Regions from separate parts of the Canis lupus genome. Here region 2 is linked to region 1. The links are chromatin contacts, called in public Hi-C maps. All regions are on one chromosome and are shown on one strand. The core of a region is the stretch at or near the end of the contact, and the rest is flanking DNA. Distances in the headings are between cores, read along the strand shown.

Region 1 (5,113 bases), core at 1,149-3,648:
TCTCTTCTATCCTTTGGAAAGGCAAGGTAGGTTTCAGGACAGATGAGGTCTTCCTGTAGTATGCCTGACCATTTTTAAGTTTTATAATGTAAATATAGCATATCTGAAAAGCCATTCATAAAAATATTAAACAGAAGCAATCTGAATGGTAGAATTTTCTTGGAGTATCTGATTTCTTTTTACAATGAACATATATATATATATATATATTTAAGATTTTATTTGTTTATTCATGAGAGAGACACAGAGAGAGGCAGAGACACAGGCAGAGGGAGAAGGAGGCTCCATGCAGGGAGCCCGATGTGAGACTCGATCCCGGGGTCTCCAGGATCATGTCCTGGGCGGAAGGCAGGTGCTAAACCGCTGAGCCACCTGGGCTGCCCTATATTATTTTTTTATAAACAGAAAATCCCTTCCTTCCTTCCTTCTGTCCTTCCTTCCTTCCTCCCTCCTTCCTTCCTTTCTCGCTCTTTCTTTCTTTTTTTTTTCTTGACTAGCCTCTAAGCCCAATGTGGGGCTTGAACTCACAACCCCAAGATCAAGAGTCATGTGCTCTACCTACCGAGCCAGCCAGTAGGTACTCTGCCATTTTCATTAGAAAAAAAAAAAAAAAAAAAAAAAAAGAAAAATTAGTAGGAGGATCTCACCATCCAACCTATTTTCACTTGGCATATTTTCATTATTTGATCTTTTTTTTTTTTTATGGTTGTAAGCATTGTGTTTATGGGCTTTTTATTTCGATTCACACTCAGGTTGCCTTAAGATAACCCATATGCGGATACATTTAATACTGAAAAGCAAGGTGTAAATACGAACTATTGCGGGAAGGCCAACAGTCAATAGGACCCCTGGTCTATACATCCAGGTTCAGATGCATAGTATCCAACCTGGTTCATGTCACTTTCCTCCACTGGATCCTCACACAGACCCTGAGAGGTAGGCACGTCCCAAGAGATGGAATGACTTGCCCCAAAGTTACTCGGGCTAAGTCAGGGGTCAGGTTCAGCTGACTGCTCAAGACAACGGGAGGGCGGGTTCTTTGCAGGCGCTTCTAGCAACAGTAAGAGCTTTCCATACACCCTGGCCTCTGCGATCCCCGACTTCAGGTACCTTGACAAACTCAAACTCTGCCTCTTCCGCGCCAGAGAGGCAGGCTGCGGGCTCGGGAGACCCCTAGCTCACCCCAGAAGCGGGCACCCTCCATCGCCAAAGCCCAGGCGCCCAGCACAGTCCGCCCCCCGCCCCCCCCCCCCCCCCCCCATACCTCCTCCCGCGACCGCGGGCTCGGCGTTCAGAGCCGCACTAACCTGACCAGGTCGGTCATGCAGGAGCCCACCACTACCACCGCCGCCACCTCCTCCGCCCGCTGCTGGCCGGGATCCCCAGCCGCCGCCATGGCCCAAAGGAGGCGCTCTCCACCCCCAGGGACTGCCCTCTGCCCTCTGCCCGACCCCGCACCCTGCAACGCCGCTGCGACGCTCCCTACGGACGCGCGGGCCTTCCCGACGGCCCCGCGGGTCGCCCACCTGACTGCCCGAGACAACCCCGCCCCAACCTCCCTCGGTTCTTCCCGGGACGGTCTCCCCGCACCACCTCCCGTTACGGAGCCCTCCTGACGCCTCCAGACCCCACGCCGCTCGCCGCCCGCGAGGCCGGGGCGCAGGAAGGGCCCTTCAGGCACTGCGGGGACGCCTTTCCGAGCGCCCGGCTCGGCGCGTCCGGGGGCGCGCACGCCGCCCGCTCCGGGGCCGCAGAGGGGGCGGGGCGGGCGGGGCGGGACGTCCGGGGCCGCGCACGCATCCGGCTCGCGGTGCGCGCGCAGGTCGGTGCGTCAGTCGGGGGCGCGCTCGGGTAACCTGTACCCCACGTAGTCGCCGGTTACCGATCGGACTAAGTTCCAGGTACCTGGACTGGGGCTGGTGCGGGGAGGTTGGATCCCGAGTCGCACAGGTGGCCCGAGGACCGTGATTTAAGTATGCCCAGGGCTCGCCGCCTCTTCCTATAGAGAAGGCCCCCGTTCTCAAGATGCCCTGCTCATCCCCATCACGCTGGTCCCCGCAAGAACCAGCCCCCAAGGCCACAGGCTGCTCTTGGCATATCTAGCCCGCCCCCCTCCCCACCCCCGCTCCCTCGTTAACCTCAGACTCCTTTCTCCTGCCCGCCCGACGAGGGGATCATACAGTTTGGGAAAAGGGAGAGTATCCCTTTATAGATGGCCCCTAGAGAGGGGTGGTCATTCCTTGGGTCTGAGCCTACTTGTTTTTCTTGAATGTTGCCCCTGGAGAAATAGCTTCCCTGCTTAACTTCCCTCGTGCGCTGTATGACGTTGAGGTGACGCAGCGGGACGCCACCCCTTTCCGTTCCATGACGTCAGCAGGGCACATGTTTCCGTGTTTGTCATCCTATCTTAATTGCGCGATAGTGGACGATGCCTTAGACGTCTTTGTAGTCCCCAGGCTGCCCATCCGAGGACCTTAGGCGACCTTATTTTGAGCAGCAGACCCTGTAAAAATGGTCTCTCTGCATTTTCCTTCTGTAATACGTCAAAATCAGGAAGTACAAATTGCTCAAGTAGCATTTAGGGAAGGTGGCCACTGTAAATTTGTGCCTAGCTGGGATCTGTTGTAGGAGTGTAATGTGTAAAATCCACTATGGGGGATGATTCCCCGTCCATGTCCCTGGCTCAAAAGGATCACACCCAAACTATCATCTTTGGCTATTTGGTGACTTCTGGTTTTGGAGCATTTGTTTCCCCTCTGTCTTGGAGAAGTCACTACACCGGTGGTTGAAACAGATTTTAACGCTGCAGGAAGTCTTGCATTGTCAGAAAATAGTATTGTAGTTGTTCTGAAACAAACAAACAAAAAAATCATTCCTTCAGGCGTTAGTCTAAGGTCATGAGATTAGCTGAGTTGGGATGGGTTGTTGTCACCTTAAGTAAGTATAGTTTGGCTTTTGGTACAGGTCTCTTCCCTGTAGCATTTGACTGGTGAATCACTCAGGCCAGCTTTGGCAGCAGACCAGTTGTAGTCAAATGTGTTTCTAGTGGTCAAACAACCATGAATTCAAATTCATGACCTTTTGTCTGTTCCAATTTTATAAGGTGTACACTTAGATGACTTTGATGCTTTTCTCTTTGGTGATTGCAATTATACATGCTTATGTGAGACTCCACATGCATAGTGGACTTTGAGGGACATCTGTATTTAAATTCTGATCTTTATGCTTGCTACTTTTGTGACTTTGAGCAAGTTACTACTCTTGTTGAGCTTTAGTTTTCCTTTTTTTTTTTTTTTGAGCTTTAGTTTTCCTGTCTGTGAAATGGGGACAGTAATAGAGAACAGGGTTGTTGGGGGTAAGTAAATGAAGTTACTGGTGGAGATGGGAAATATAGGGCCTGATACTCAGTATATTTTTCAGAATGTGTTGATTCTGTTTCCATTTTTCATAGAAATGAGAGGTAAAATAATGATAGGTATTATGGGAAAAAGCATGGAAGAATAATTTTGTAATGTAGGTGAGATCCTTTTGCTTTTTTTCCAGATGAGTATTTCTCTGTTTTGCATATGATCTATATAAGCATCCTTTCAAGAACTGTGACATCAATGGATAGAAATAAGAGTGGAAATGTTGCAGAATAGGAAAGAAATAAGCTTCAAAATGATATTATGGGTTAGTATACTGTTCAAAGACAAATTACACAAGTTATCCCTATCATCTGTGGTGTGCGAATTCTAATACCTGCCTTACTGTCCAGGATTGTGACGATTAACTGTGATAATGTATTTGGCGGTTCTTTACAAGTGGTAGTGTTATAAAAATGTACAACGTGATTTTTATGATTGATAATATAGTGCACTGGGTGTTTATTCTTACTTTGTAGTGACGATGGAGTGGTGAAGGGAGGTCATCTGTTAAGTGGCTGGAAGAGGAGTTTGTTTTATATTTGCAGAAAGGATGATTTGAGTACTGAATATAAAGCTTTTACTGCCTCAAAGGTACTTCTGGTTGTCATCACTATATCAGGTCACCAAGTTATTTATTTATTTATTTATAAGATTTTATTTATTCATGAGGGAGAGAGAGACAGAGAGAGAAAGAGAGAGACAGAGACATAGGCAGAGGGAGAAGCAGGCTCCACGCCGGAAGCCAGATGTGGGACTCGATCCCGGGACTCCAGGATCATACCCTGGGCCGAAGGCAGGTGCTAAACTGCTGAGCCACCCAGGGATCCCCACCAAGTTATTTTTTGAAAGATCACTGCAGTCCTTCCCTTTATTACTGTCTGAAGTGATTTAAGCAAGTACTGGTTTTCAACATTTATTTTGGCAGAAACCTGTAAGTCCTCATATGGTAAAATATATGAAAACTAGAACCAGAACATCATTTCCTTGTAGTTGTAAGAAATTAATTTGCTTTTGATGCGAGATTATCCTTTCAGATTGAAGAAGGAAGTGATTATTAAAATGGACTTGTTCACCTCTGAAAGTAAAGGTTTTCATTTAGAAGTCTATTTAGAGGAATTCATTCTTTCCCTCCCTTAGCCCCGTGGGTTTCCAAATAATTTAGATATGCTTTATTGGTTTTACTTCTGTATTTTCAAGTGTAAGGACTTTTTAGTGCCTGAAAGTCAATGATTTTTAGATCCATGTTAGTTTGTGTTACTCAATATCAAGATAAGTATATATTTTCATGATTTTAAATAGTTTTTTTTTTTTTTTTAACTACATATGTTCCTGAGATACATTTTCCTCGACCAGGTTTTTTAAAGGCATATTATCTTCTCTCCATACCTCAATATTTCTCTAGCTTTTGTCTCTTTATTTACTTATATATTAAAAGCTTTTTATTGGGTGCTTAGCCTATGCCAGGTACTTTTGTTAAACACTAGGGATTCAGGACAGAGTCCTTTCCTGGGAGAGATCACAAAGCAGGTCAGTATAGCACACTGTGGAAGGATAGTGTATCAGAAATAAATAATTTTTAGGAAGTAACAATTTTAAGTGGGTTATGCTTTTTCTAGAATTTTATACAGTATTATCAATCAAGTCCTTCCTGTGGGGACGCCGAGGGAGTGGTTCCTGACTTAATGGTGTGTACATCTTGTGCGTTG
Region 2 (6,007 bases), core at 2,546-5,045, 460 kb after region 1:
ATCTCACTTTCTTGCTCTGCAACCAGGGACTAGTAGCCACCTCAAACGTTTTGTTGGGAGGACTGCATGAGACAATCCCTGTAAAGTCATCAGCCTGATGCCTGACTCTGGTTGAGGGCTCAGTGAAGGGAGGCCTCTGTTCCTCTCGTATGCTATATCCCAAGGAGCCAGAGGCCCCTTTCTAACTGGGTGATCAGAAATGATTCCGCAAGAAGGAGGCAATAAACTGGCCTCGGAGGCTGAATTCTCGGTTTGACATTCACAGTTTGGCTGAGACACCAGGCTGACCATGGGGGCCGGTCCCTGCAGCAGCAGGGCGCAGCTCTGCTCCTCTGGCTTCGGGGACTGAGGAGGTGAGGACGGGCCGCCGAGCGCAGGCCTCCCGGCGGGCAGAGGACACAAGCTCTGGAGCTGGGGAAGACCGGCATCAAAGCGCCCCGAGGCAGGCCCGGCGCACCAAAGGGAGGCTAGCGACTTGCATCAGCACAGATTCCGTGATGCTCTGCAGACGTCTCGGTGCTGCTGGGCTTTACGGGAACCCACAAGAAAGGAAAGGGCCGGGGCGCAGGCAGGGCGGGGGCGGGGGCGGGCGAGGGCGAGGGCGAGGGCGCGAGGGTGCGCTCGCCCGCCCGCGCGCTCCCGGCGGCGCCGGCAGGGGCCTGGGCGCGCCCGGGACGGCGGAGGCCGCGGAGGAAGCTCCCGCTCCCTCTCCCCCTCCTCCTTTCCCCCCGCATTACTGGAAGGGCTGTGTGGGAGAGACCCAGAAGCACCCGGATTTTCGAGCGCGGGGTGGGGGAGGGACGGGCAGCCGCCGGTGCTCAAAGGAAAACCAAAAGTGCATCTTCGGTTCGTGCCGCTTCGGCACGCGGCTGCCGGCGGGAGGGTCCCGGGCGCGCCTCGCTTTGCAGCACCCCCGGGAGCTCGCTGAGGCACCTGGGGGCCGTGCGGCGCAGGAGAGGACGGCGAGGCGAGTGAGAAAGTGTCACGATTTCTTTTCCTGCGCTCTCCCCGGCACCGTCCCCACCCCCAGTTTTCTGGTTTTGCCACTGCCGCTGGGGAAAGGGCTGATCGGTTTTGCGTCAAAGAACTGCATTTACTCAGTCCTGCTGGGAGAGGCGCGTAAACACCCAGGCAGGCAGGACTCAAGGATGAAACGACAATAACAAAACCAACCGCGCCCCCCCCCCCACCCCCCGCCCCGTCCCCGCGACCGCGGTGCACATCCGCCGGCCACACACCTCTCCGGGCCCGCGGAGCTGGGGACTCTGCCCGCAGGGCGGCGGCGGCGGAGGTGCGAGGGGTCTGGCCAGCCTCGCCTCGCGCGTCCTTGGGGATGGAGCTCGGGACAGAATGTGTTTTATAGCTGTAAACAATGACCCCGAGTATTGTTTGGGATTACCGTATCTTGGGGCCAGTGGGGCGGCCAGATGCCGCCAGCCGTCCCGGAAACGCCAGCGCTTTATATAGAGCCCCGGGAAAGCTTTGAGTTCCCGGCTCTATTTTTCTTTCCTAGCAACTCCCCCACTTTACAGATAAGGAAACTGAGGACCGGATCTGTGACGTGTTACAACGCACAGCGCTTCACAGAGTTCACGGTCTTCGCACATCTTCCCGTCGGGTCTTCACGGGGACCCTGTGGGGGTACAGAGGGCGCCGCTAAGAGCTGGGTAAAGCGATGCGTGGACCAGAACCCAAGCATCTTGACTCCTAGTCCAGTGCTCCCCCGATCGTCTCTGCAGAAGAACTGAAGTTCCAGAGCTGACAAGGGCCCTAGAGGGTCACCTTTCCCGGCCCCTTCATTTTATAGGAAGAAACCGAAGCCCAGAAGGGTTAAGGGACTCTCCCAAAGTCGCACAGCTCGTAAATAGCACAGCCTGGCGTTCGTACTCCGAGGCCTGTGCTCGTTAACCCGCACCTCGCCCCGCCCCACCAGGCGAGGCGGGAAGACCCAGGAGTCCAGACTCCTTGCTCCCAGAACTTCCCTCCAAAACAGCTGAAGACTTCGTTGGGGCACACCCTCTCCCGGGCCTCCCTCCCTTCCTCTTGTATTTTTTTTTTTTTTTTTTAATTCCTAGCAGTCGAAGTTCGCTTCTAACGCCCGATCACTATTAGATGCGTCCTAATTGTCCCATACAGAGGGAGGCCGGAATATCTCGACCGGTTAATTTCGTCTTCAGGGCTACTCCTAACAAATTAATTGTAGGGCCGGAGGGGGGGAAAAAAAAAAAAAAAGTATGTGTGTGCGTGTTCGGGGTTGGGGGAGGGAAGCAGTGGGCAGCCAGCCACGTAGGGACAAATAGGCAGGTCGGCCCCGCCCGGCGGCGCCGCGCCCCGCCAAGGCCCGGCCGCAGGGCGGCGCGGGTACCCTGCGCGCCCAGGGCTCTCGCTGCACCGGGCGGCGCCGCGGAGGGCGCCGACGACCGCGCTCGGCCGCGCCCTCCCTGAGAGCGGCTCTGCGCGCCCGGCTCCCGGCCTCGCGGTGGCGCCGCACCGGACCGCCCGTCTCGCTGTGCAGGCTGTGATTATTTTGTAAAATCCGGCGCCCGGGCCCGCGCGGCCGCACTCTGGGGGCCCCGCCCCGCGCCCCTTCCCAGGGCGGTGGAGGGGGGAGGCCGCGGCGCGCTCGGGAGCCGGCGAGGGAATCCCTCTCCCTCCACGTCACCCGAAAGCGAGGGAACCCGCACTCGCGTCCTCTAACGCAAATGACCATCTTTGGCAACGTGCGCCAGTGGAATAGACCAAGGGCGCTGGGCCCGGGGGTGCGCGGGGGTGGGGAGGGGCGGGGGCCGCCTCGGCGCCCCCGAGCCGCGCCGCCCGGCCGCTGCGGCCCCGCCACCGCCTTCTCCCCGCGCGGGCTGTGCGGCTGGCGTCAGCGCGGCCGGGAGCCGGGGCACCGAGGGGAGCGCTGCGCCCGCCTCCTCCCGCGCCTCTTCCTCCTCCTCCTCCTCCTCCCCCCCCCCCCCCGCCTCCCCGCGCGCTCCTCCCTGCAAGGTGGAGTCTGGGGTTGACGTGAGTGAATCCACATGGTACAGGGGCTGGAGAATAAAGAGTGTGGAGTTGAACTCGTGCCATTGTAGTGACTCATCTCGGGCAGAGCGCAGGGGCTCCGAGCGCAGCGACGAGCAAGTGAGCGGCGCTCGGCGGGCCCGGGAGAGAGGGAGAGAGGCGCGGCCGGGCGAGGCGGCCCGGTCCGGAGCTGGGCGCCGGGGAGGGGTGCGGTGGGGCGCCGGGGCGGCGGCACGGGCAGCGGGGGCCGCGTCCTCCTCGCAGCGCAGCCGGCACCCCGCACGCCGGGCGCGGGCTCCCTTCTCCCCGCAAGTGTCCGAGCGGCTCCGAAACTCCGGCGGCGACTCCGCCACAGGAAGTTTATTCTCAGCTCCTTTTCTGAAAGGAGGAAATAGAAGTTTCTCCCGGCGGGCAGCCTTTCTTTTCGCTCTTTTCTTTTTTCCGCCCTGTCTGAAGTCGGGGGCCCCCCGGACCTGGCAGGCGCGAGCCGCCGGGCTGCCGTTTCCCTCTGATTTCCAGCTTTGGGTCGGGCCGGCCGTCCCGGCTGGGCTCCGGCTGGGCTCCGGCTGCGCGCGGGAGCGGGAGGCGCGGGGGAGGGACCGGGGGACGCGCGGACTTCTAGAGGGAGGGACCGGGTGGCCCGCCGGCCCCGCGGCGCTCCGGGAGCAGAAGCGCAGCGCGAGGCCCTCGCGAGGCACGGTCCCCGGGCTGTCGCCGCCTCCCGCCCGCACCCGCACCCGCACCCGCACCCGCCGGCGCCGGGGAGACGCCGGGGAGACGCCGGGGAGCCGAGACCAGAGCCCCAGGCGCGGCCGCGCGGAGCGAGCGCGCAGCAGCCGGTGCGCGGCCGCGGCGAGGGCGGGGGAAGAAAAACACCCTGTTTCCTCTCGGGCCCCCACCGCGGATCATGTACCAGGATTATCCCGGGAACTTTGACACCTCGTCCCGGGGCAGCAGCGGCTCTCCTGCGCACGCCGAGTCCTACAGCAGCGGCGGCGGCCAGCAGGTAGGTGCGGGCCCCGGGTGCACCTGGCGGCGCGGGCGGACCCCCGCCCTCCCCTCGCCGCCACGGCCTCCTTTGCTCTCTCTCCCCCCGTTTTTGGCGTGGCGAGAACATTCCTACCGGGTCACCGTTGCGAGTTTTGGATTCTCCTGTTGTCCTGTATACCCTTCTTCTCCCACCACTTAAAAAAGAACAAAAAACAAAAAAACAAAACTGGAGCGAGGAGTGGGCTAGAAGAGCCGGCAAAACGTTTCTTTTCCTCACACTACATTTACCCAGACTCGCTCCTAGAATTCCAACCCCCGCCCCCCCAGCGTCGCCCTCGCAGGAGCCTGGTAACTCCGCTCCCAGAAACCCCTCCCTCCTTCCCCCCCACTTCTCCGCGGTGGGCGAAACAAATCTTTGCCCCCACTGGCCCCTCCCGACATCCAAGGACACTATTCCTGTGGGAAAGCCCTCTCGCCCCCCCCCCCCCCACCCCGCTCTCCATCAGTCTTAATTTCTGAAAGAGGTTAGGGATTCGGAAACATGGTTGGGCTCCTTCAAGTAATCCAGAGTGAGGGCGAGGGTTGTCGCCCTGGGAATAGGGTGCGAAGGTCAGGGGAGGAGGAGGTCAGCCTTGAGAGGCTCGGGGCCTGCCCCTTTGTGTCCCTGCGCCCATCTCTCTCCTTGTTAGGGTCAGAGAAGGAGCTTGTGCTGCCGCCAGAAGGGGCACCTTGACGGTCTGGGGGGGTACCTGGGGCAAGGACGCCTGCAGAGAGAAGTGGGGGGTGGGGGTGACGAGACCTTTGCTTAGGCTCCTGGGTGGTTCTGGAAGCGGAAAAACAACTCGTTTCTAAAGCAGCCGGACTGGTTTGCACTGGAAGGATTGTGCCTGCGATCTGTGTCTATAAATACCAGAAAGGTGCTGGTGGGGTGGTGGTGCTGGTGGGGTGTCTGCCCTCTGTAGCAGCCCCCCGCCCCCGCCCCCCCCCCCCCCCAGGTTTCAGAGGGAGCTGGCTTAACAAACACGGCCACTACAACCTGAAGCCCATCTTGGTCAGGATCTGCGGAGTGAGTCTCTAGCCAAGTTGGCTGCAGCCAAGAGTTGCTCTGGTAAGGCAGTGGCCTTGGCTTCTTAGAAGCCAGCCAGCCAGGAGGGGCTGGGGTGGGCTTAGCCCAGTGGGGTGGATCCTGCCAGAAAATAAAATGGAAAAACGGCTCTCTTTGGGATCTGAAGAGGGATACCTTGTTCCAAAGTGATTCCCCATACTTGGTGAGTCCCCTGAATGGCTTTTCTCTATGTTCCCTGCATCTCCATAAGCGCCCACTCTAGAGAACCTAGTCTGTGCATTGAGGGGGTGCATTCAGCACCCCTTTAATAATGAGCACCAAGGTGATGAGTTTTAAATCTTGTCCTAAAAGCGATTTTGTTTGCTTTCCAGTCCTGTTGGTGATTTTAATTGAATCCAAATATCATTAGGCAATGGGTTGGAGTCATTTATACCCATTCCCTTACTCTTCAACAAGCTGCCAAAACATCCCTCTCTTCCCTGGATCCAAAAGAGATCATTAGATATCTTGTCCCTCTGCTGCTGTGGGGTTTTGTTGTTGTTGTTGTTGTTGTTGTTGTTGTTGTTTTGTTTTATTTTGGTTTTGTGGCAGTTATCACTGTAATATGACAATCTTGCTGCCTGGCTTTGCCCAGACCCTGGGGCCTGAATGGGAAGTCAGACCGGACATCAGTGGCCCAACTGAATAATCTGTGTCACTAGGGCTTTGAGCCCAGGATGTGAGCGGAGGCAATTCCCTGTTTTGGAAGAAAATCAGACAGGAAACCAGTGCTAGGAAGAAGGAAGAGAACTCAGTCCAGCAGGGTGTAATGGGGCCTCATTACCGAAGCAAAAAGCAGCTGTGGGCTAATTCCTAGCATGCTGTAACACATGAGGATTTTGCAATTAGTAATAACTAGTGCACGGGCTTCTCGCATATACGCCTGCCTGCTTGGCCCGGCAGCTT

Evidence for each region. A called contact is a pair of places that touch in the nucleus more often than the background predicts.
Region 2: a contact with region 1 is called in a Hi-C map of blood, with 3 times the contacts expected there. The contact joins the promoter of FOSL2 here to the promoter of RBKS in region 1. A contact is called at or near these places in 2 of 9 Hi-C or Micro-C datasets (both in blood).

What each region holds. Positions count from the first base shown.
Region 1 is chr17:21,912,677-21,917,789 of UU_Cfam_GSD_1.0, forward strand. It overlaps RBKS (ribokinase), which reads right to left and starts at 2,399. Exons shown (of 8, transcript XM_038561141.1): 1 at 2,257-2,399; 2 at 1,906-1,999. The coding sequence starts at 2,384. BABAM2 (BRISC and BRCA1-A complex member 2) reads left to right here and starts at 1,769. Exons shown (of 11, transcript XM_038561136.1): 1 at 1,769-1,901.
Region 2 is chr17:22,369,100-22,375,106 of UU_Cfam_GSD_1.0, forward strand. FOSL2 (fos-related antigen 2) reads left to right here and starts at 3,796. Exons shown (of 4, transcript XM_038561147.1): 1 at 3,796-4,012. The coding sequence starts at 3,914.